Regions from separate parts of the Xenopus laevis genome. Here region 1 is linked to region 2. A link is a contact called in public Hi-C data. All regions are on one chromosome and are shown on one strand. Each heading gives the region's core, a stretch centred on a gene start, on an enhancer-like site or on the middle of the called end of the contact. The rest is flanking DNA. Distances are from core to core; before and after follow the strand shown.

Region 1 (5,341 bases), core at 1,329-3,828, 57 kb before region 2:
ACTCAGCATTGGTTCTGTGTCTTTGCAATGAGACTTAAGGACCTCTGTCGCCACACCTTGTCTATTTGCAAACTTAGCATTATTTAACAGCTGGAGACTGTATAACACAGTTCCCAGTTCAAAGGAAATTAAAAACTTACCTCATACCATGATTTTTTCCTGACAATAAAAGTTGTATTAAATCTCATGTCAATTAACACTTTTAAAAAAATACACACAGCTTCTTTTATAAACTAAACCAACTTAACAATATTGAGGACCTCCTAGGAGATAATATCCCCATTGACCTAGACCGATTTAAATATTGCCAAATCCGGCATTTCATCCAGACAATATTCCCACCACATAAAAACAGACCAGAACCAACAGCCCAAGAACATATATGGGTCAAAAAAGACCCCTCTGAGAGGACACTCTCCTTACTCTACAAACAAATTATGGATCTCAAACCAAGTCCCTCAACTTGTTTTATGGAAAAATGGGAAAAAGATCTAAATCTCAATATAAAGGAAAGGCAATGGACAAATATCATACAATTGTCATACCTTTCCTCCCAATGAACTAAGATACAGGAGCTCAATTATAAACTGCTTACGAAATGGTATAAGTACCCCACAAAACTCAATAAAATATATAGTGCACCTGCTGTAGGTGCGGGAAACATCCAGGCACCTTCACACAGGTATTCTGGAACTGCCCCACCTTGAATTTCTATTGGGCTACAGTACGCAACACCATTAAAACAGTCACCGACATTGAGATCGCAGACACTCTACTTGGCAGTCTCCTACATGACACTTCTCTTTCAATCAAGGCTTACAGAAATTCCCTAGTCCCAGCAATGCTAAATGTCACCAAGGCTCTCATTCCAATTAAAAGGAGGCAGACTGACAGCCCTTCAGTAAGAGACTGGCTACACAAAATTGCTAAGATCCATAGATTTAAGGGTAAGGCCACACTGGGCGTTTAGGGGAGATTTGGTCGCCTGGCGACTAATCGCCTCGTCTTTGCGGCGACCAATCTCGCCAAATGCCTTCCCTGACCGGCGCTAATCACACGCGGCAGTTTGTTTTCCGAAGTCGCCCTCACAAGGAAAACTTTGGGCGACTTCGGAAAAAGAAATCGCCGTGTGATTAGCGTGATGAGTCGCCAGGCGACCAAATCTCCCCAAAACGCCCAGTGTGGCCTTACCTTAAGGAGCTGAGATCCAATTCTGCAACAGTCTCACAGAGACTCACAAGTACAGATTCCTACCAACAATTATGACTCCTGTGAAGCTCGTCCGAGCTCCTCCGCTTCAATTACCATAAAACGTCTATACCCCAGCCAATCATGGTGGTAGATGTTCAACCTGAGCAGCTTCTCCGACCCAGGTATGATTTCTTAATGATTTTTATTTCTTCCCTTCTTTTCATACATCTCCCTTCCATTATGTGTAGCTGGAAGGCATAGGGACACGCCCCAAATGTATGAACTCTCCTCTACATTGATAAGACCAAAAATATGTGAAGGCTGGTACTGTCATTAAACCCTCAAGCTTTCATTATATTAAAACATCCACATGATCACCCCTTTCCCTCCTTCCTTCCTTAGAATCCCCTTTTAATACTTACTTTTCCATGATTTAATGTCCACCAACACTTTAATATTACTCCTTCTTCACTCACAGTATAGCTGAAATACATAACATGCGAGGTATCCTTTGCATATTACATATCATATTGGTATGACTATATACTTATGTTCTCTCACAATTTTTCTACATTATGTGTCCGAAGGAAACAACATATGCTATTACTCTCATGTGCCAAAATGGACTATATGTAATGAAGATAAAAACTATATTAAAAAAATTATAATTGAAAAAAAAAAAACACTGGCATTTCATTTAGCATACACCTTGAACTTGCACCTTAGTGTCAGTTACAGTTCTAGATTTGGAGTGAAAAAGCTATGTGTGTCGCGTGGTATATATATAGTATAATCAGAATAAGCCCCACCCATCAACACTTTATGGTTCCACCCACTAAATCCAATATTTTGGGATTTGCCCAAATCCAAATCCTAGTTTGCATATTCAAATTAGCATCAGGAAGGGTTAAAAAGAAACATTTATTTTTACTTGCTTGCTTGTGTGACAAAGAGACATGTGATTTTAAGGATTTGGATTAGGTTTGGCAAGGCACTTGGATTAAGTCGAATCTGAATCCTGCTGGCCAAAACCCCAACTGAATTTGGTGCTTCCCTACTTAAAAGCAAAGCCATTTTGCTAATATCATTTTAGTATTTCCTTCTAGTGAACAGTTTGATACCCAGTACGCATTGATTTACCTAAGTATGTGGCCTATAGGGACCCCAAAATGAAAACTGTGTGTAATCTACTGTTCTCTACTTTAATTTTCTCTTTTTGCTTCCCCTATTTTCTTCTTCTCTGCTGTACTCTATAACCCTCTCTGATGCCTCCACCTTCTTCATCTAATAACACTTCTCAGTGCCAGGCCAGGCTGGCCGAGCGATCTAGGCAACCCAATTCAAGAACTGTACGTACACCGAAACGAGCTAGCATGTGAACAGACACGGACAGTCTCCCACTATGGGGGAACAGCGCAGAAGGAGTGAAGACAGGAAACCAGACTACGGGTAGGAGAAGGTAGAGAAGGTGCCTGGTTGCCCCCCCCCCAGCTTTGCAACCTAGGCACATGCCTCTTCTGCCTACCACTAATTCTGGTCCTGGCACTTCTTCATCTGGCCTCTACTTTTCTCCCAGCAATCTTTTCTCTTCTTTTATTTTCTAGATGCTCTAGATGCTCTTTAAATTTGTGCTTTTTAGTTTCTCAATTTTATTTGCATGCAGAAGTGTAAAGGAGCAAATGAAGCTCTGGCATAGCAAAAAAAACTCTTGCCTCCCCCTTGAGGGGCTAATTCATAGAAGTGAAGGGGTGGGCATCCCTCCTCCGCATCCCTCCTCCACATCCCTCCTCCCCATCCCCAATTCCAGTATTATTGTAAATGATAAGTGATGTAGTCAACTATTAAGTCAATTGTCACTGAAGGGTTCCATGACCATATAAAACACAAGGTTGCAGGGCAAATGCTTTTAGAAAGCTCACAGAAATCCAAAGTGTCTTCGAACATTCTTTTAAATTAAATTTCACAAAATTATCCTTTATAATTTAAACCCATAGCAGTACTAACAGATGATGCTATGGGGGCACTGAAAGAGCGATAGCAGTTCTGTGTTACTGGCAGGCTGTGAGAACAGTGCCAATAGCTGTGAGGCTCTGCCATAGGCATGCTGTTTGAACAACCCAGATGGCAGATCTAATAGGTGCGGCTTTGGGCTCACAGTGAGAACAGTGATGAAAGCAGAGATGACAGGCACTGCAACTGGTGGGCTTTGATTGCACTGCTGTGCCAGTGCTTCTTTTGGCAAATGTTTGCACCTATAGCAGTACTTACCAGTGCAGCCATATATTTACATTATACATGCCAAATTCAGTTATGTAACTGACGAGTTAGGTAGGTTAAATTAGAATTAAACTTGATGGACGTGTGTCTTTTTTCAGCCTAACTTACTATGTTACTAATTTGTTCTATTATGAATTACCTATTTAAGTGGCAGGAAGCCAGCACAACTCGTAAAGCAGTAAAATTTGCCTGGGTGCAAACAGCTAAAACAGCAGAAGTATAACAAAGGATATCCTTCGTGGCTTATATTGTAGCAATTGTTTCTCTCTTTCAGTGGAGCATAGAAAAGGTTTTGCTAACTCTGGCATAAATGTACAGCAATATTTCCAAAGTATGCGGATTAGCTGAAGAGAACTGATGTGATGTTCTGAAAAAATACAGGCTTGGGCATGTACAATTTGAACTTCAAGAAGAGATTAGCAGAGGCTATAACTCTTTGCTTGGGGAAGACCACAAGTATTTAAGGCTTAAAACACTGTGATCAGGAAGCATGCATTACTTGCCAATTCATCTTGACGATGGGCCAGCAGCCCTGAGGGGGAAGTATGACAGCACTCTGTTTTGATGGCTGTGCTCAACACGCTATCCAAGACACATCAAGCACTGATATTTTTACTGGGCTGGGAGCCCATAGGAAATGTCATTCTCAATTGGCAGCGATTGGTGTAATGTATGGGGTATTAGCAACTATTTAATGTTAAATATTTTGCTAATAAAGACCAAGGCCAAAATTAGTCAGAAAGACAGAGATGCTGGGTTCTCTTGAGACTGAATGAGGGGAGGAAATTCATACATGAGTAATAACTGTGATGGATGAAAGGGTTGGGCCGTTTTAGAGCCTAGAATTGTTCTACTATCATTTCAGACACTATTAAAGTCCTGTCATATCATCAAGTGTTTTTGTAGTGTGTAAGATTGTAATGTTGATGCCACCATGCATTTCCTTATATCCAATGAGATTTTTTCCCACAGGAAATGTTTGGTCACATATTGAATTAAAGAATTTGTCTGGGCACAATGTCAAGATTTAGGCAAGGCAATAGCACATGCAGTGATTCTGCTTGTATTGTTGGTACAGTAATTCTAAGTAATTGCATTCCTGTGTACCATTGCTCTTAACAGACCCTGTCCTACTGTAGTTTTGAGACTTTACATGGCTTTTTTCTCGTCAGTAAGCAGAAGTTCCATGCTTCCCCACTGGAGGGCAAGAGAGACTATTATTTTTCCCATGCATACTACACAAGCATAAGTTTAAAATAATATAGAGAATGTATACAAGTGGACACTGCTGCAGTGCAAAGCTATTTGTGTTGGCTTGTTTAATTAATAAAAAGTATCAAACACAATTTTTAGTAATTTATTTCCATGAATAGAAAATAGAAACACAAAGATAAAAAATAGCAAAAAAACCCCACTGGGGTATCAGGAGCATACTAAAACGAGGCAACGTACACCCAATATATGAACATAAGAACAATGTTAACCAGTGATTAGAGGCTCCCTGGGGGTAGCCAGGTATATTGCATGGTTTGTGTTTAGTAACATTTCCCATTATGATTTATCAGCTTATGCACAAAATTATTTGACCGAGCAGCAAACTTGGGACTGACCAGGGAAAGGGATACATTGCTTCAATATCACCATGCAAGGGAGGGAAATACTGCATAGGTATAGCTTTTCTTCCACTCAATGTATCAGACTCCCTTTCCTATACAGGCAGTCCCCTGGTTACGTTGTTCTGTAGGCTTGTTGTTAAGTTGAATTTGCATGTAAGTTGGAACAGTTATTAAATGTAACTTAGACAGATGTTTGTCTTAACATTGTATTTATCTTTGCCTTTCTGTGCATATTTATTTTTACATTTCAGTGCTCC
Region 2 (5,278 bases), core at 1,959-4,458:
ATCCAGTACAAGGACCTTCAAAGCAAGGTCCCAAATAAGGATAGACTCTAGTCTGTTCTAACAGAGCTAGCTATTTCTCATCCTTATAAAGGCCCTCACATTATATTAACCTTATGGTATGTTAAATAGATAGAAAACTATTTGCAACTCATTAAAGGACATATTTCTGCCATTTTTAGAGATAGTACTTAGTTATTTATATATAAGATGTGTGAAATCCATCATCTGTGTTAGACTGTTTTACTGCTATTTCATATGAGGTCCAGTAAAGGGATAGAAACTAGTCAGTTCATACAAGCTAATTCCTATTCTGTCTGTGGACCTTATATAACAGTACAAGGACCATCTGTATTAGGCAATTACCTGACACTAGGTCCAGTAAAGGGATAGAAACTAGTCAGTTCATATAAGAACAAGCTAATTCCCATCCTGTCTATGGACCTTCTATAACAGTACAGGGACCATCTGTATTAGGCAATTACCTGACAGGTCCAGTAAAGGGATAGAAACTAGCAGTAACATAACTAGAGTCTTCAGGGCCAGGGCGCAGGATGTGCACCCAGGCCCCTCCCCCACCCCTCTAGATGCGCAGATTACTTACCACAGCGATTTTTGGTGGGACTACCGCACTGTAGCGCGATCTCCGGCGGGCCCCGAGGGGGAGCGGACCCTGGTGCAATTGCACCCTTTGCTCCCCCAGTAGTTATGCCACTGGAAACTAGACAGTTTATATAAGAACAAGCTAATTCCTATCCTGTCTAAGGACCTTCTCTAACAGTACAGGAACCATCTGTATTAGGCAAAAACCTGACAGGTCAGTAAAGAGATGGAAACTAGTGAGTTCATATAAGAACATACTAATTCCTATACTGTCTAAGGACCTTTTCTAACAGTACAGGAACCATCTGTCAATGCATAAACTACAGATACCATCATGCACTCACTATAAGGATGTAATTGAAAATGAGGGAGCCTTACTGCTGTTGCGTGTGCTATTTAGCAAACAAAAATGTTGGGCAATCGGGATGTAGGCTTTTATCACTGGCATGTGGAAAGGGCCTTCATCATCTCCCATAATGCACTATTAGGGTTGACCATAAGAGGTAGGTAGCATTTGTATTGCTTATAATGTCATGATCAGGGTGGGCTTGTAACAGCACTACAGATCCCATCATGCTCTATGAATCCTTGGTTATATTAATACAGGGGTCATCTCCATATTCCTATTCTTTTCCCTTTCCCCCTGCATGTACCTAGTGTGCCTGCTTCCCATAACCAGCTGTGTTCTGATCAGTGCCCCTGCACTTATAATGCCAGGGCAGACATTTATTCTTCTGTCTTTCTACTTAAGCCTCTCTGTCACCCACTCTAGTGCTGAGGCCACTGACTGTTGCTAGGATGATTGCGACTGTTGGAAAATGACAGTTTGCAAATGACCATTGGCATTTACAGCAGAGCCAGAAAAAATTGTCTAATGCTTCAAATGCAACAACAAGTAAACCAAACACCCATTGCCTTATAACTATAAGTTTTTATGGCCTCACTCCCATTAGAGATGGCATATTTGGAGATTTTAGGCACTTTGACACCCACATGTGTTAGTTGATTGGGGGTCAGGACTGCCATCAGAAACCCATTTTCAGGTGATACCCTGTATAAGTGTAATATCTAGGTATCTGTATCCAATTAATACTGAGTTTATTTGGATATATGTTCAGTGCCTCTCAACAGGCTGCAGTTCCCATGTACAATTGCAGAAATTTCACATGTTTAGAAAGTAATACCCAGAGAGCACAATGTATCTTATAAAATCATAGTGTATTTATTGCAGGAATGTACTGCCAAGTTGCAGTACATGCAGTATTGTCAATTTCCCAGCTGCCCCAAGTCATGTGACTTGTGCTCTGATAAACTTTAATCACTCTTTACTGCTGTACTGCAAGTTGGAGTGATATCACCCCCTCCCTTTCCCCCCCCCCAGCAGCCAAACAAAAGAACAATGGAAGGTAACCAGATAACAGCTCCCTAACGCAAGATAACAGCTGTCTGGTAGATCTAAGAACAGCACTCAATAGTAAAAACCCATGTCCCACTGAGACACATTCAGTTACAATTGCCTGCCAGAAAGCATTTCTTTCCTAAAGTGCAGGCACAAGTCACATGACCAGGGGCAGCTGGGAAATTGACAAAATGTCTAGCCCCATGTCAGATTTCAAAATTAAATAATAATATAAATTTTTATAAAATATAAAAAAATCTGTTTGCTCTTTTGAGAAATGGATTTCAGTGCAGAAGTCTGCTGGAGCAGCACTATTAACAGATTCATTTTGAAAAATAATTTTTTCCCATGACAGTATCCCTTTAGGTGCTTTAGGTCATCCATGTGAAGCTGACTTCTGGTTCACCACACAGAGGTATTCAAGCAGCCGTCACCTTTTCCCATTCTGTTATGAAGCACTTTGGAAGTCAGATTGAAGCTCAAGATTTAAAAAGAAAACCAAAGGGGAGAGTAAGCCTGACTTATATACAAGTTTGGAGGGAATTAAGTGTTAAGCTAACTTGGTGTTACTGGTCCTTTAATTGTTTAGGGGCAATGATCCTCTCCTTAAATAGAAGTCCCTCTCATGACCGTTATCCCATGTTCTATTACTTGACGCTCCACATTTTCCGTCAGCTCGTGAAACACCAAGGCAACAGTTTCTATACAATTTATTGTTCCCAAGTTGTCCATTACATTATTCTCCATTAAGGGAGACTTTCAGTGCATGGCAGAAAAGCAAAGCTGTTTATGGTTAATGAATATAATATTATTATTATAGCTGTGTCAGTATGTCTTGCCTTTCATTTTAATCTTGCCATTGTTGCACCGTAATTGTGCGAGAGGAATGGTAAAAAAAAACCCCCAGCTCCAACAACAATCTTGTAGCTGCATTTGGGTGTGTAAATATTGAATACAGTCTAGCTGACATTAATTCACTGTGATTCCCCCCTCACCCCACAGAAATTCAGAGGCAGTGATCCCTTCAATCCCTACAAACATCCAGCGACACAATGAACTGGCCCAAAACCTGAGGTAGAGGTTACAACCTGTACCAAACCTACAATACAAGTTGGCAACCCTGGGAATTTAGTTGCAGGTCCTGTCAAGAGTCCGCAGCCCGCCACTAGAACCCATTACCACTTTCCCATGTTTGAATTTGCCGCTAACGAATAGGTAAGCCGCAGTGGAGCGGTCACATGGTAGTATCACATGACCGTGACGTCAAGTCCTTTCCTAGGATTGGAACTAGCCGCTACCCTGCGAGATTTGACTCCTTTCTCTTTCCTTCGCCTGGTCGCAGCGTGCTGACGTCATTGACGTCATCCCAGGGCAGCGGAAAATGGCGGAGGCTCTACCGAAGGCCGGGAGGTACTTCTGTCATAGCTGTACGGCCGAGATTACCCCGCGGCTCCCGGTGAGTGAATAGAATTTTGGGTCGCTGGACAGGGAGCAAACCACTACAGATCGGAACCACTCCGCTCTACCATATTGTAACTATTCAGCTTGCGCTGGGAACTGAATGTAGAAATTTCCAGATGGCTTGAGGTCATGCCGTGTGTCACAGAATAGGTATTTTAGCCATTCACTCACTGCTATACAGTGCACCGGGCAGCGCGTCGCCTTACACAGCTGCAGACATTGAGACATGTCTTTACTGACCTCTGTTAAAGGCTAACTATGGCAACCATAAACACACACACCTCCTCTCCTCGCCTGGAAAAAGCTAGAAGCTGCCATCCAGCCACTACAATTCCATGTGTTCGTGTTCTGTTACTAACTAGATCCCTTTTCGCTAAAGGGAATGTAAACACTAAAAGATTAAATTCTGCCAAACAGAAGGAATGGTGATTTCACCCAGCTTTTCAGTACGCATACGTTACACGTTTCCAATGGTTTTAAAATTATTTGCCCATGTAATCAGTGTCACTGTTCCTTGTAGTTCTGCCCTTAGAAACAATATAGCAGAAGCAAGCGGATCAACACGCAAGGCTGATAATTTTTGTTTATTGAAGGGACCAAAAAATACTACTTTCAACAGCAATTACTTTTAAAATAACTCTCGAGAGCATGATTGTATATCGGAAAGCTGCTTTGAGGCACAGTTTTATTTTTGGGTTTACATCTCCTTTAAATGTCTTGCATATAGTCACATTTTTTCTTTTTGGGGTAAAGTAAGATTTTATCTAACCGGATCTCCAATTACCATTTTACCTAAATATTATATAAAAGGGGAACTCTGGCTTCCAAACTAAAGTTTGATAGAGGCCCACGTAGCACAGAAACCCCTAACATACCCATCACAGTTACATGTTTCTTCAAAAAGTATCCTACACCCTACATCTCTGATCTTATCTCTATATACTCCCCCAACTGCTTGCTTCGCTCCTCTACTGACCTGCTCCTCAACTCTTCTCTCATTATCTCCTCACATGCTCAGCATTCAAGACTAGGGATGCACCGAATCCACTATTTTGGATTTGGTTGAACCCCCGAATCCTTCGTAAAAGATTCGGCCGAATACCGAGCCGAATCTGAACTCTAAATTGCATATGCAAATTAATTTTTTACTTCCTTGCTTTCTGACAAAAAGTTACGCAATTTCCCTCCCTGCCCCCAATTTGCATATGCAAATTAGGATTCGGTTCTGCCGGGCAGAAGGATTCAGCCGAATCCTGCTGAGAAAGGCCGAATCCTGGCCAAATCCCGAACCGAATCCTAAATTCGGTGCATCCCTATTCAAGACTTTGCAAGGGCTTCACCCCTCCTCTGGAATTCTCTCCCACGGTCTGTCTGACTTGCTCCCAACCTTTCTGCTTTCAAAAGAATACACTTCTTTAGAGACGCCTACCCTCACTCTGCTTAACTACCAAATGCAATACCACATACAGTACTACATCTCTCACCCACTTAATTCTGATCTTGCCCACTCCCACACCTTGTGTTTTATTCCCTTCTCTTTAGATTGTAAGCTCCTTTGCACAGGGCCTTCCTCACCTTTTTGTACCAGTATTGGTTGTGATGTATGTGACTCCATATGTTCTATGTATGTAATTAATGTGATTTAGTTGTATAATACTTTACAGAGCTGGGAAATATGCTGTCGGTATATAGATAAACGGTAATAATAACAATAAATGCCATTTTCTATGCTGCAATCCAGCTGTTTTAACAGTTCTTCTCTTTCTGCATCATTTGAAATCCTGGCAGGGAAGGAGGGACTAAACACTGATGTTACAA

Evidence for each region. A called contact is a pair of places that touch in the nucleus more often than the background predicts.
Region 1: a Hi-C map of the XTC cell line shows a contact between it and region 2, with 1.9 times the contacts expected there. The contact joins the enhancer-like site here to the promoter of rnf126.L in region 2. A contact is called at or near these places in 2 of 4 Hi-C or Micro-C datasets (the XL177 cell line and the XTC cell line).

The regions. Positions count from the first base shown.
Region 1 is chr1L:115,390,983-115,396,323 of Xenopus_laevis_v10.1, reverse strand. fstl3.L (follistatin like 3 L homeolog) reads right to left here. Exons shown (of 5, transcript NM_001096869.1): 5 at 4,812-5,341. Among protein-coding and RNA genes, the nearest start is that of prss57.L, 8.1 kb to the left of the region's middle. Within about 2 kb of position 2,578, at least 1 of the 7 cell types and tissues checked has an H3K27ac peak or open chromatin away from gene starts, as enhancers often do.
Region 2 is chr1L:115,334,935-115,340,212 of Xenopus_laevis_v10.1, reverse strand. rnf126.L (ring finger protein 126 L homeolog) reads left to right here and starts at 3,208. Exons shown (of 9, transcript NM_001086409.1): 1 at 3,208-3,455. The coding sequence starts at 3,381.